4 separate regions of the Sus scrofa genome follow, and regions 2, 3 and 4 are each linked to region 1. A link is a contact called in public Hi-C and HiChIP or PLAC-seq data. All regions are on one chromosome and are shown on one strand. Each heading gives the region's core, a stretch centred on a gene start, on an enhancer-like site or on the middle of the called end of the contact. The rest is flanking DNA. Distances are from core to core; before and after follow the strand shown. Region 1 holds the start of EN1 (homeobox protein engrailed-1). Region 2 holds the start of INSIG2 (insulin induced gene 2). Region 3 has its middle 120 kb from the start of INSIG2. Region 4 holds the start of CCDC93 (coiled-coil domain-containing protein 93).

Region 1 (3,184 bases), core at 1-2,500:
GGCTGGCGGGGAGCCGTCGGGTGGGCCACAGTTCGCGTCCGGGGCGCACAGGAGCGAGGCGGCGCCTGGCGCCCTGGTGCCCAGCGGGTGGACAGGATCTCTACCTGCGCCGGTCTGGCCTCTGTCACGCTCTACCCGGCCTCCTCCTGCGCCTCCTCCGGCTGCCGCCGCCACCAGGAGCTGTGGCGGCGGCTGCTCCTTTTTGCAGCCGAAGTCCGGCCTCAGGATGTTGTCGATGAAAAAGTTGGTGGTGCGGTGCAGCTGGGCCGCGGGCTGAGGCTGGTGAGCAGGCGCCGCGAGATGCTGAGGCGGCGGCGGCGGGGGCGGGGGATGCGGGGGAGGTGCGGGTGGTGGGCCAGGGGCGGCAGGCAGGGCGCCGCGGGCGGCGAGGGGGGCGCGGGCTGCGGGGACACCGGCACGCTGTCTCCATCGCTGCCGCTGCTGCCGCTGCTGCCGCTCGCGCCGGGGCTAAGGCTCAGGCCGAGGCTGCCCGGGGCCGCCGCCACCGCCGCCGCGCCGAGGCCCGAGTCCCGCTGACTTTTAGGTTCCGGCTGCTGTTCTTCCATGCTCGGCCGCCCCGCCGCCACGGCCGCCGCTCCGGCCCCCGCCCCCCCGCGCCTCGCTCCCCACCCCACTTTGCCAGCGGCCCGTGGGGGTGCGCGGAGGAAGGAGGCCGGCGAAGCCCCAACGAAGGCACCGGGCGAGTGCAGGAAAAAAAAAGCCCAGGCGCCTGGCCTGGATCGCTTGCTATTATCGAGCAGATAGATCTCGCTGTCTCTCCCTCTCTCTAATTTGTAGACATCCAGATATGGAGACACTTGGCTATTTCTTTTTTTCTTTCTGCAACCAGATTCAATGATTTGTTTTAAATGGGGAGTAAGCCACGGCCAAAAAGAAAGGAAAAAAAAAAAGAAAAGAAAAAAGCAAGCAAGAAAATAAAATCTCCAAGAAATGTTTTCTTAAAGATAAAAAATAGTCTTTAAAGTCTAGCCATCTTCGTAAGCAGTAGTGAGGGGTTTGACTTCCCCGAGTGTCACGCTCAGCTGTGCCCAGAGCGCGAGGCTGGCAGCGCCTTTAATCGCCTTTGCTTTTTTTGCAGGGAGAGCGCGTCTCCGCCAGCGCCCGGGCTGCCTTTTTTTTTTTTTTTTTTTTTTTTTTTTTTTTTTTTTTCAAATCTCTGACAGCTCGGATCTTTGCACAAACTCTCTCGCTTAAAAAAAAAATCACCCAGGCACACTTTTTGCCTTCAAACCGGAAGCACGTGAGTCAGGGCCGCACGTGTGCGGGGCCAATGGCGAGCCAGGACTCGCGCTGACACCCGGGCCTCTGCCCAATAGGCGCTCGCGGGACTTTGCGGATAAATAATCCGGGGGCGGTGGCCGCGGGCGGAGAGGGGGCGCCGCGGTCCCGGCCCCGCGCGTCCGGCCCGCCCTCCCCCACCCGCACCCGCGCCCCTCCCCCTCTTTCAGGCCAGGACGGAGGAAGGGGCAAAGGAGACCGAGAAAGGGTGGATTTTGGGGTGTAGGCAAATAGAGAAGCAACTCCATAAACAACTTGTTGGAGAAGTGCAGGATTATGGGTGCGTGCGCGCGGGGCGCAGGGTCAGGAGGCAGGGGCCTCAGCTCTTTTGGTAACCTCTTGGCTAAGCAACTCAGCCTTTTATTTTCTCTCTCGTGCTTTTTCTTGCTGTTATGAAGGGTGAAAGGTTGCTGGCACTGTCAGGGTGTGTGCATGTGTGTGTGCGTACGTGTGTGTGTGTGTCCGTGTGTCTATGTGTCTGTGTGTCTGTGTAGTAGAGGGGAAGGAGTGAGAACGGGAAGAGTCGGAGATGTGAAACAGACCTAGAGTTGGTTACTTTCAGAGGGGCAGTTTATTTTTCACAAACAGCAAAGCCGAGAGGCCAGCTGCCCCTAGCTCGCATCGTCTGTAGGTTTGCAGTGCACGCTGGCCGGCTACCCTGTGTGTCCTTCTCTGGGTGTCCGTACCTACGTCCTTCCCCGTCCGGACCTTCGACAACCCCGGGAGCTGTCCTGCCGCCATTAAGCCAGGCCCAGAGGGCGCGAGAGAGCCCGAGCGCCAGTCGCACCGGGCGCCTGTTCCTTTCTTGGCCGCCTGAGTCGAAGCCGTCTGGGCATCTTAGAGTTGTCCTGGGCGGGCCCCTAGACAAACGAGGCGGGATGTGGATGCGCGCGAGGCCCCAACTTTTGGGCTGAGGGCAACCTCCGTATTAGATTTCCCTACAAAGTGTATTCGACAAATAAAAAAAGCACTGCACCCCAGGTATTTGCCCTAGCCAGCTGGACAGGTTTCCCACAGTTGCCCAGATTTTCCTGGGATTGCTCCCATCTCCGTTGAGACTCCTCGCTCTTGTTCCGCATATTCTTCTCAAGCTTTAGGGGAACTGCAGGGGCCCCCTGCTGCTCCCACGCTCACGGAGATCCATCTGCAGTCTCTGGGCATTTTCGCTGAGCAGATTCCTGGTCGAGGAGTTTTTCCATTGCCAGGAACGGGGTAGAGGGAGGTGAGGCGCTGGACATGGGAGGGGTTTGTCGTCGGAGACTTTGAGCCTTTTTGGAGGGCCAGGGTCCGACAGTGTTCTGAAACTTGCGTACCTAGAGAGTAGCTAGAAAAGGTCTGGCAATTAAGGCCTTCGCAGGGATGTTATCTTGGAGTTCCCTGATCGCCATCCTTAACTGGGACGACAGAGAAAGGATCTCTGGGAATATTGTCTAATGGAAACATGCAAAATAATGTCCCTGTGCCCAGAAAAGTCACAGAGGTTTAGGAAGAAAATAAAACGAAAACCACAACTAGCCTAACCGCCACACTAGCCAGAGTTTCCCCAAGGGACTGGTGGAGAGCGGGAGTTCGGAAGTTAGTATTGCTGGCTTAGGCTTCTGGTCAGCCGAGGGTCTTCCGATACTCGGGGTTCAGGTTCCTAGTTAGAACTGCCCGGCGGCCCGGAAGCAGCGAGAACCACTTTCCAAAGCAAGCCCAATATGACCTCCTCAAATCTCCCAAGCCTCCCCCGAGTCCCACCTGGGAGTCTCCGGGGTCCTCCTCAGTTCTACACCCAAGAGCGCCCCGAAATCTCCCGGTGCCCCCACCTTTTCTCCCCGAAATGGAGGTGGGATTTTATTTATATTTAAGTTCGCAAAATTGAAATCTTTATCCCGCAAGCGAG
Region 2 (3,153 bases), core at 419-2,918, 730 kb before region 1:
CAGCTCAAAATAATCCAGAGTTATTCTGATTTCTCAGAGTTCTTAATCAGCTAATATCTTGGCATCAGGTAAAATGCAGTTTTAATGTTTCCATAATAACAAATATTTGGTCTAAATTCATGACCTTGAGATTCAGAATTCATGTCTCAATACATTCTCCATGCTCCATCTATTCTGTTTTTCCAACTCTGACTCCCACCAGAATGCACAGCCTCATCATATTTGCCTACCTATACTCAGTGCCTCCTTAAAGACTACATCATCCATGACAGCCGGGAAACTTAAGTAGAACACTGCAGTAGGAATGACCCTGTTGGATACAAGAACCTTAGGAACTGGTGCCACATGGTTCTTGCTTTTTAGGTCTTGTCCCTCCCTGCAGTCAATAAATATTGAAACTAAAACAAAGGTCTTTCAAGTTAAAATTTTCCTTAAGGATTTTCTTGAAGGCAATTTCTAAGTGTTTGAAAGCTTGCCTAGAGAAGACATGGCCTAGATGAGTGGGACTCAGGTTGTTTTAAAGAGAATCATGACAGATGTTGGGATATTTTGAGGTAATCCTCTCTTGTCTGGGTGCTTTTCTCTTTTCTTTTTAAAATTCCATTTCCATTCTGTATAATCCACCCACATTTTTTTTTTACTGGTAGTGTAAAAACCTACATAAGAGACTTAGTTACAGGAAACATTAGAGAAAACAAGAAAGGTCAGATAGATACTTGTTTGGAAGCATTCTGTTGCAAATTCAATTTCTCTTTCAATTTTCAGAAATATGTGTACCAATAAAAAGTCAGAAACATACAAACCCATCTATCATTTATCAGTTCAAAGTTAAAAAAAAAAAACACAAAGGAATTTCACCAACTAATGCTTCTTTTCAAATCTCTTAAGCAAGGATTCCAGGCCCAACCTTCAACTTAAACTTGCCTCAAGAACACAGTAACCTGACCTCATCCATATTATGGTTCGGTACTACTTCCAACCAACAAGGAATTATAATTTTATCTACTTTGTAATTTCCTTTTTGTATTTTGCATTGTACTTTGCATTTTCTCTACGTCGCTGAAAACCTCTAAAGCTCTTCCTATGAAAGCAACTGTACACAAATCGCTTTTGTCAAACTTGGGGAACGATTATTAATGAAAACAGGAAAAAATGCTGTGGGATGAAAAGGAGAGAAATATCAACTACGCTCTTTCTCGAAAGAAGTTATGACTTAGGAATGCAGGAATAAGGTAAAGAGCAAAGGCAGGCAAAAGCACACAGAAAATGAGAGTCAGCATCCTTAGCCGCAGCCCAGATCCTGGCTCAGAGGAGCGACGTGTGGAGAGCCTCGCCTCCCACAGGGTATGCGTGTGTTGCTGTGCGATTCCCTGACACGGCCCGCAGGTCTGGGCATTCGTCACAACCCTCTGCTGCCTGGTCAGCAAACAACAGCTGATTTGGTAGCCTCCACCACTAGGTAGTCCATGCCTGTAGCCGGCAGCTACGCTCAAGGAGATCGGAAGTCCTTTTGCCCCCTTTCGCAGGCTCACTACTCGGCGCCCGTAGAAACCGGAAGTTCTTCTGCCCCTATCTTCGGGAGAGCGTCAGCGCCTGCCGCGCAGGCGCAGTGAAGCTCAGGCGGAGTTACGTGAGGGGAGGAGGAAGCGGCGGAGGGGGGCGGGGGCCGGTCCCAGAAGATGGCGGAAACAGGGGTGAGTTGGGGGGTCTCCCAGGAAGCGCGAGTGTCTTGTTGTTGGGGGTAGGGACCTGAGGAAAGGGGTGGCTCTCGGTAAGAGGAACCGCTTCCGATTTTGCAGCCTGGGAAACCTGCTTAGCAAGTGCGAGGAGCCAGGACCATAGAAGGGGCCTGAAGGGTGAGGTGGTCTGCTCACCTGGGGTAGGGTAGGCGAGATCCGGAAGGGGACAGCGGGATCGGGGAGAGTTCCTAGGAGAGGCCGAAGCTTCTTGGACAGTGCTAGAGTATCGGAGCAGAAAGAAGGCTGGAGGGCGGCGGGAAGGGCGACCCCGGAGATTTGACGGGGTGGAGGTCGGCGAGCTCTCCAGCACAGAGCTGTCAGGATTTGGGGGTGAATCTAAAGGTAGATATTGTAGTAAGTTTAGAATCCGCCGACAGGTATGTTGATAATGGGTTGACGAACGGGACTTTGGTATTTTTGAATTGGAATTGGAAACCTTTGGAGTCGGTGTGTGGATAAAGCCAGAGAGAATGCTTGCCAGGAACTAGAAGTCGGTTGGTGATAGTTTTCTGGGATTTTAAGAGTTGGTCAGTGGAAGTGGCAATCGGGAAAAGAAAAGCACTGTGGGTGTGATGGGGGGGGGTGCTAAAACCTAAGTGATAATGGCCCATGTCCAGTTAGCGTTGGGAAAAAGTTAATAAGTTATGTATGTATGGTGTTAGCTAGACAGTCTAGGAAGACATCCCAGGAAGAGTTTACTATTTTGTAGGATCAGTGGGGAAATGCTTCAAGAAGGAATGAATAGGCTTGACAGCTGGTCCACTGATACTGGCTGGAGTCAGTATGGCAGTGTTGCTGAGGATTAGACACCATTCCAGTCTTGGGTGAAGGAGAAATGACAGCAGACAAGCAGTGGCCAGGTTATGTCTTCCAACTTTGGGGCTTGGCCTTGAGAGAGAACCATTGAGTGAAAAGGAGTAAAGGAGCCACTAATAGGGGCCCCACAGAGAAAAAAAAATAGCCACTACTCTTCCTGTTTTCTTCATTCTTTCTCTGGATGTTATATTTAATAGTGTGTTTTGTTATAGTTTTCAGTACATATCTGATATAAAGTGACCAAGCTGTGAATCATGAACATTTGGGAAAGAGGTTGATTCTTTTTAAACTAACAACTGTTGCTCTTATGTTTGGTGGGCTGAAAAGGAAAAGAAAAATGCAAATCATTAATTTTAAAGACAGCTTATTTTCATTGTTATCAGACAATCATTCCCAAACGATGGTTTTTGTTTGTGTATTTGTGTTCAAATACCTATTGCTTGGAAGTTGTTTCAGTGGCAAATGTAAACTTTGATTTTCATTCTCAAAACCCAGAATCACTTAACAATCCTCTTTTGTTTATCTAAAAGTAATAATATCAACCCACTGACAGGCAGCACATAGACTGGGAATAATGTTTTCCCAATTTTGATGATTT
Region 3 (3,058 bases), core at 145-2,644, 620 kb before region 1:
AGAACATTTTTAGAGCTGTGACATTCACCTGGAAGGAAGAAAGGTTTTTTTTTTTTTTAATTATTATTTCAGTCAAATATCAATTGGGGCACTTTCAGAAAATCCATCCCCCAATCTTCCCAGTTTTCAAGACCACTAGTGCTAAACAGACACGGAGTATTTTTCAACCAAATCAAAACAAAACAAATACCGCCCCTCCAAACCTTTCGATGTAAAAACCAAAACAAAGACCCCAAAAGAAGGCTTGAACATTTTCAAATTAGAATTTCTAAAGACCGGCACTCAAGACAATGACCTCAGAGTTTCGGGTTAGTACTGATTTTTCAGCTCCAAACCAAGCCCAGTTTTAACAAACGTTAGCAGAAAGAACAAGGTGTTTTTCTTTTCTTAACTAAAATCTATCTTTTAAAAAATTAATTTGCTTCCGTATTGCCGGATTACATTTTCATTTAACTTCGGTGCCGTGCCTTGTAATTAGTTTTTCTTGATCTGCTTCTTGGAAGAAAAAAAAAAAAGAGAGAGAGAGAGAAATTAAAAACAAGCTTGTAGGGTGCAGCGAAAATATTTTCCTTTATCACGCCAGGAGGGAAAACAACCCCCAACAACACTGAACCCAGGGCGGCTGCGAGTCCCAGGTCCCGCTCTCCCCATTTTCAAGCTTTAACATCGTTTCTTAAAAAATCTTCCGGGCTTATTGGGAAGCCAAGGGCGCTTGGGTTAAGAGGAGAGTGGCTTGTCATTTACTAGGGAGGGAGATGGGGTCTTGGAAAGGAAACTGGGGGGTTAATGAGGAGGAAAGTGCCGGTTTTATTTCCCAACTTATTTCCCGGGAAGGCGGTTGCCTGGACCGGAGGGGAGTTGCTAGCTCTTCTCCAGCTCACCTGGAAAGGCCCCCTTCCTGGCACCGGCTTTGTTTGGCGGTCCCTGAAAAGCCTTCTGTTGGCAGAGAGACCCACAATGAAACAAATTCTCATTTTATGACGTCTTTCCCCCTGTAGGAGTCCGAACAATGTTTGGGGGGCTCAGCACGCCTGAAGATAAAAGAGTTTTATTTTAAATGCGATACATGTCAGGATTAGACAGCGTTTCCTTTCAGCTAAACTACAGAGCGGATCTTCATTTCCTATTGCACGGTTTCCCCCGAAAGAAACTTTTCTTTCTTTTTTGCTTTTCCTTTCTCCCTCCTCTACCCCATCAAAGACTCAGGGTGACGAGAGCGCTGTGCTCAAAGCTGCTCCCTCTCACCCCCGGAAATCATCTTGGACCCTTAATCCGTGTACATTTCAGGGCCACCCGGGGCCTCGGCGACGATTCTGGGTTTAGTTTGCCCTGATGAGGCTGCAAACCTGGTTGGGGCTGGAGGGAGCGGCCGAACCGACCCAGGACTGTGACAGAGCCCAGCGAGGCTACTGGGCGGCGGGACGTGGTAGCGGAGCTGGCGCCCCGGCTGCGGGGGCTCATGGGCCGTAGCGGCCGGGCCGTATCAGGCTCCCAGGTCACCAGCTCCTAGGAAGGGACAGGCCAGACCCAGATGCCTTGGCTTCTGGTGTCAGCTGGCTTCCCTTCTGCTACGCTAGCCCCGGATGCGACGGAGCGGCGGGCAGGGCCTTTGTACGCGCGGATCTCGGGGCCACCCGCCCCTCTTGCCGTGGGCTGCGGGGAAAACTGGCACAAACGGCCTTTTGCACTTCCCGCTTCAGCGGCAATCGGAGGAACCCAGCGAGAAACCCCGAAAAGGGAGGTCGTGATTTATGGCCAGAGAGCCAGAGTCTGGCACCATATGGTGGGATTTATCAGGCCCCTGCCGCCTCCAACCTGCACCCCCCCGCCCCACAACATCGGGGCAAACAGTGCCTGGGTGACAATGTTGCTGGCCCAGCCCTCGGGCTGGGAATGCTTCATCAGCTCCTTTTCTCGCTTCCAGAAGTTGATAGAAGACAGGCTTTTATGCATTTTTTTTAACCTTACGGCATTACTGGCGATTGCACACAAAAATAACTAGTGATCGTTGGACATTAGGCCAGTGGTACCCCCACCCTTTCTCTTCACTTTGAGGGAGGCGGGCGGGGGACGCCTTGGGCCAGGTGGAAGGTGGTGTAGGGTTAAGAAGCGTCAGACCTCGGAGAAGGGCCTCACTTCCTCTTCGTTTTGTCGCCCTTTGTGTTACATACGGGGGCAAGCAAGGTCTGCCAATCACTACCATTTCTCTTTCTTGTTCTATAAAGACAGGGTCGTCACAGCAACAGGGACATGACAGGCTGGTATCTCTCTCGAGCTCCAGGGGGCCCTTAATAGGATTGAAGCAAAAGATCAAGCGAATGGCTTCCTATTTTAGGCCCGGTAATAACTCCCAACTGCTTGCATATACATGGGCCTTACAGTATTATGAAGCAATTTTTAATCCCAGAAAAGAGTAACCTGTTTTCTAGCCGCCTCTGTTTCAGAGAACCCTGTGGGATCCGCCCTCCCTCACATTCTCCATCCTCAGCTGCCCATCTTCCCCTTTATTTGAGGGGAGGGAAGAAAATTCCCCACCCCCTGATTTCTCTTGCCACCCCTCCCCCAGAAGCTGAAGGTGTCATTTCCTTTCATTAATTCATTTTACCAGCTCAAAGTAAATACTCCGTTTAGAGGAAACAAAGACACCCCTTTTTGGTATTCAGTTGAAGTCTCTGGTAGGATCAGAAGTTTGCACATCTTTTGGAGAAACTGGCCTTGGATGAGGTTAAGCCAGACATTCCCCACCACCCCAACCTTCCCATTACACACCTACAAAAACACAAAGCAACTAAAGGAGGAATGAAAAGGTTTCTCTCCCCCAGGCTGCTGCTCTTGTTCAAGATGAAGTCACGTGGGTGCGGGGTGTGGGCAGGGTGGGTGGATGTCCCTTATCTGTGTGCTTGTGGAGTAGAGTGAGGAGACGGATGCAATACATGAGGCCAGGGGTTGGTTAATTTTCACACTCTTAAGACCTGGGGAAACCAGTCAAAGGAGACCCGACTTCAAAAAACTAAGACTGCCTGGGAAATCTGAATGCAAACAGCCCTGAAATAATCAG
Region 4 (3,337 bases), core at 639-3,138, 810 kb before region 1:
AGAAAAGAAAAAGTCAAACTCATATAAATAGAGAATCTAACAGTGGTTTCCTGAGGCTGAGAGTGGACGACATAGGGAGAGGTCCCTTTTTACAAAAGGGTACAAACTTTCAGTTATAAGATAAATAAGGTCTGAGGATCTAGTGGTAACACTATATTGTATAACTGAAATCCACTGTGTAAAGCTTAATTCCCCCACCCCAAAAGGTCAGTATGTGAGGTGATGGATGTGTCAGTTCAGCGAGGGGAGTCTTTTTACAGTGTATATGTGAAATTATCATATTGTACATTTAAAATATCTACAATTTTATTTGTTAATTATACCTCAGAAAAGCTGAAAAATAAGTTGTAAAACAAGAAAGAAAAATTTAAATCAAATCACCTCAAAGTACAGATTCTATCCTTTACAATCTCTGGTCCCATCAAAGCAACGTGCATATCAGGTTTTACCTAATACAAGGGTTCTAACAAAATTACACTTACTAGGTTTTCCTAAGATAACAACAAAACAGATGTGCATTCTGAGAGCACCCACTGATAGATAAGCCTATCCTTCCAATCACTACCTCTCTAGCTTTTATGTACAGAACAGTGCTTCCTTAATTAGTGGGTACTAGTGACATTTAAGAACTGAGGATATGGGGAGGGGAGCAAAGAAACAAGATTGGCCACTGACTCTGAGAGACCCAGGCCATGCACCAAGTAAAGGAATCCACTCTCCTGGCCAAATGCCTGCCTCAGAACCTTAGCAGGAGGACAGAGGTGCCGTGTGCATTCCATTTCTTGCAAGAATCTAGTAAACTAGACTAGCTCTTGAGTAAATCCACTGGAATAGAAGACAGATGCAAACCACCGAGCTAAGTGACTTTTGCTGCCAAAAGGAAATGCACTTTTCCTGTCTTTCCAGCCAATGTACCTGTGAATCCAGAAACCAAGGATCATACTGTCCCTCAGGATCGAGTACTTAATAATAAACACATCTGGAAGGAAAAGCACCCGTTATCTTTTGGAGAAGCAGTGGCGTTTCCGCCTGGCCACTGAGCACCACCAGCGAGCTCGTGGCCACTCGGGACACCGCGGCACGTTGACCCGCCCGGCCAAAACCCAGTGCGCGCAAGGCTTCCAAACTTCCTCCTGCCGGCCGGGCCGGAGGTGGGGGCAAATACAGAGTGGCATTCTCCCCCGACACCAAGGCGGCGAGTGCTGGCCTCCGGGGCCCCGTGGGCCCCAGGAGGCTGCGGCGGGCGCCACAAGGTCACCGCCCTTTGCACAACCCGAGCCCGGACCGTCCCAGCGCGTGTCTCGTGACTCCTGGGCGCAGCAGACAGGGTTCTCAGCGGAAGCCGTGCGGCGCGGGTAAGGGGGGAGACTGCCCCGGAAAGGGGGAGAGGTGGGACCCCGGGCCCCGCGGCGCCTGGGGCTGAGTCGGGGCAGGTATTGGGCTGGGAAGGCTCCCTCCGTCCCAGGAGACCCGGCACCCGCAGAAGTTTGTCCCCGCCCACACTCACGCTTGGGGGACCTGCTCGGGCCCTAGCTGTGTGTGCCCCGGGCGGTGAACACACCTGAGGAGGGGGGCGGGGCGCCCTAAACGCAGCGGGAACCCCAAGAGCCTGCGGCCCCGCCAGCTCGGCCCACTTTCAAATACCCCGACGTGTCAGGGAAAGGGGAGGTTCCTTACCTCCGGAAGATCCTGGCCCTCCGGCCCCTTGGGCAACCCCATGATCCCGTCGGACCGCCGTGAGGCTGCAGCTAAGCCCACCGAGCGTCCAGAGGAAGCTGTCCTCGGCCCCAAAGCTGCTACCGGGGTGGAGTGCAAAGCGAGAACTTCCTCCGCCGCTACCGCCGCTGCCACCGCCGCCGGCCGGGAGCGCAGCAGCTCGGCGGAGCATGCGCACTGAGGGGGCTGGAGCAAGACGCGACTACGCCTGCGCCAGAGCTGCGGGCGAGGCCCGGGCCCAGGCGGGCTGGGGGAATGTTTTGCAGTGTGGCTCCCTGACGCGTTGTTCTGCGGAACCTTCGGGCCGGGGCTCTGTATTTTCCTCTGAGGTGCTTTGTGAAAGGACTACTTCTCTGTCTTGGGGAAATTTGGCATCCTGGCTCTCCTCTTTGCTTCTCACGGGCATCGGATGCTCCGAGTGGGTTCGGTCCTCTATGCTAGCCGGGCTTCAGCCCCCTTGCTGCCGGGTCAGTGTCCGAGCACTGATGAGCTTGCAGACGCAGACTGGTCCTGGTTTCACTCAGAGTAGGGTTGTCCCCTGATTAATGCTCATTTGGGCAAACTTCATATATGGACCAAGGAACCACGTCCCGGAAAATGGGTTCTTCACACTCGCTGCCTTCCCATTGTCCGAGCCAGAGCATCTTGTTCCCTGGTAAAACGTTGGGATAAATGACCTCCACCCTCACCTCCACCATCCCCAACTTCTGAGGGGAAGATCATCTCTGAGAATTTGGCAATGGTACTGACGTAATTTTAGCTACACCACTTGGGTGAAGCACCCCTTGTCTGCCCCAGGGAATGGCAGAAATGCAAGAATAGTGTCCCTGGTCACAAGCGCCTCGCACCTGCTCCATAATGGCTTCACCAGGCTTTTTTTTTTTTTTTTTTTTTTTTCCCCCCTCGTTGAAGAAAGAGGTGACGTGTGAAAACTTGCTGTAGAAAAGATCCTTCCCTGTGTGTGTGTGTGTGTGTGTGTGTGTGTGTGTGTAAGGTGGGAAGGGCAGAGCGGGAAGAGTCTATGAGCCCGTTGGGATCAAAGAAGTTTTTGTGTGCATGTGTGTGTGTATGTACCTTTCTGCATTCTTAGCAGCTTAAAAAGTTGGTACTCAGTTAATGCTTGTTCTTGAAAAAATGATTTGTGCCTTTTGTACCCTTCCTGGAGTTTATCCTGACAGAACAGAAATTTCTCTTGAACCAGAGTATAACAAGTGGTTGGAAGAGAATGACCATTTCCTTTTAAAATATAGTTAGTAAATATTGCTAATGAAACTGTGTGCCAACCCCCAGTCCCCAACAATTTGATGAATTTGAATATGCTAATTAAGGTATTATGAGAACTCATTTGCCTGTGTTGTGTGACATTTTGTTCTCAGACACTGTGAAGCCAGTGAAACTCAGGTGCTCTCTAATGAGCCCATTCTCATAACTTCCCAAATGTGTTATTTTTGTAATCTTAAAATTGTCCTTTCAGAGTTCCCTGGTGGCTCAGTGGGTTAAGGACCCGGTCTCTAGGGTCACTGCTATGGTGCAAGTTCAATCCCTGGCCTGGGAACTTCTGCCTGCTGCCAGGGGAAAAAAAAAAATCCTGTCTTTCCCTGAGATGGTATAGGATGAAGGG

What was found. Hi-C and Micro-C count contacts between places; a contact is called where the count stands out from the background. HiChIP or PLAC-seq counts read pairs in DNA pulled down with a chosen protein or histone mark.
Region 2: a contact with region 1 is called in a Hi-C map of skeletal muscle, with 6 times the contacts expected there. The contact joins the promoter of INSIG2 here to the promoter of EN1 in region 1. A contact is called at or near these places in 2 of 5 promoter capture datasets (fetal liver and fetal skeletal muscle), 2 of 47 Hi-C or Micro-C datasets (epiblast stem cells and skeletal muscle) and 1 of 2 datasets of contacts at active chromatin or transcription factors (skeletal muscle).
Region 3: a Hi-C map of subcutaneous adipose tissue shows a contact between it and region 1, with 2.4 times the contacts expected there. The contact joins the enhancer-like site here to the promoter of EN1 in region 1. A contact is called at or near these places in 16 of 47 Hi-C or Micro-C datasets (brain, embryonic fibroblasts, epiblast stem cells and 10 more) and 2 of 2 datasets of contacts at active chromatin or transcription factors (alveolar macrophages and skeletal muscle).
Region 4: a contact with region 1 is called in an H3K27ac HiChIP or PLAC-seq map of skeletal muscle, with 6 times the contacts expected there. The contact joins the promoter of CCDC93 here to the promoter of EN1 in region 1. A contact is called at or near these places in 2 of 5 promoter capture datasets (both in liver), 4 of 47 Hi-C or Micro-C datasets (alveolar macrophages, omental adipose tissue, psoas muscle and 1 more) and 2 of 2 datasets of contacts at active chromatin or transcription factors (alveolar macrophages and skeletal muscle).

Annotation. Positions count from the first base shown.
Region 1 is chr15:24,407,127-24,410,310 of Sscrofa11.1, forward strand. It overlaps EN1 (homeobox protein engrailed-1), which reads right to left and starts at 1,251. Exons shown (of 3, transcript XM_003133282.4): 1 at 333-1,251; 2 at 1-330. The coding sequence starts at 566.
Region 2 is chr15:23,675,061-23,678,213 of Sscrofa11.1, forward strand. INSIG2 (insulin induced gene 2) reads left to right here and starts at 1,669. Exons shown (of 6, transcript NM_001129968.1): 1 at 1,669-1,694.
Region 3 is chr15:23,791,552-23,794,609 of Sscrofa11.1, forward strand. No RefSeq gene overlaps it. Among named protein-coding and RNA genes, the nearest start is that of INSIG2, 120 kb to the left of the region's middle. Within about 2 kb of position 1,395, at least 11 of the 83 cell types and tissues checked have an H3K27ac peak or open chromatin away from gene starts, as enhancers often do. A contact at or near this core is called in retroperitoneal adipose tissue, skeletal muscle and subcutaneous adipose tissue, where this site is marked.
Region 4 is chr15:23,591,858-23,595,194 of Sscrofa11.1, forward strand. CCDC93 (coiled-coil domain-containing protein 93) reads right to left here and starts at 1,889. Exons shown (of 24, transcript XM_001927273.5): 1 at 1,678-1,889. The coding sequence starts at 1,719.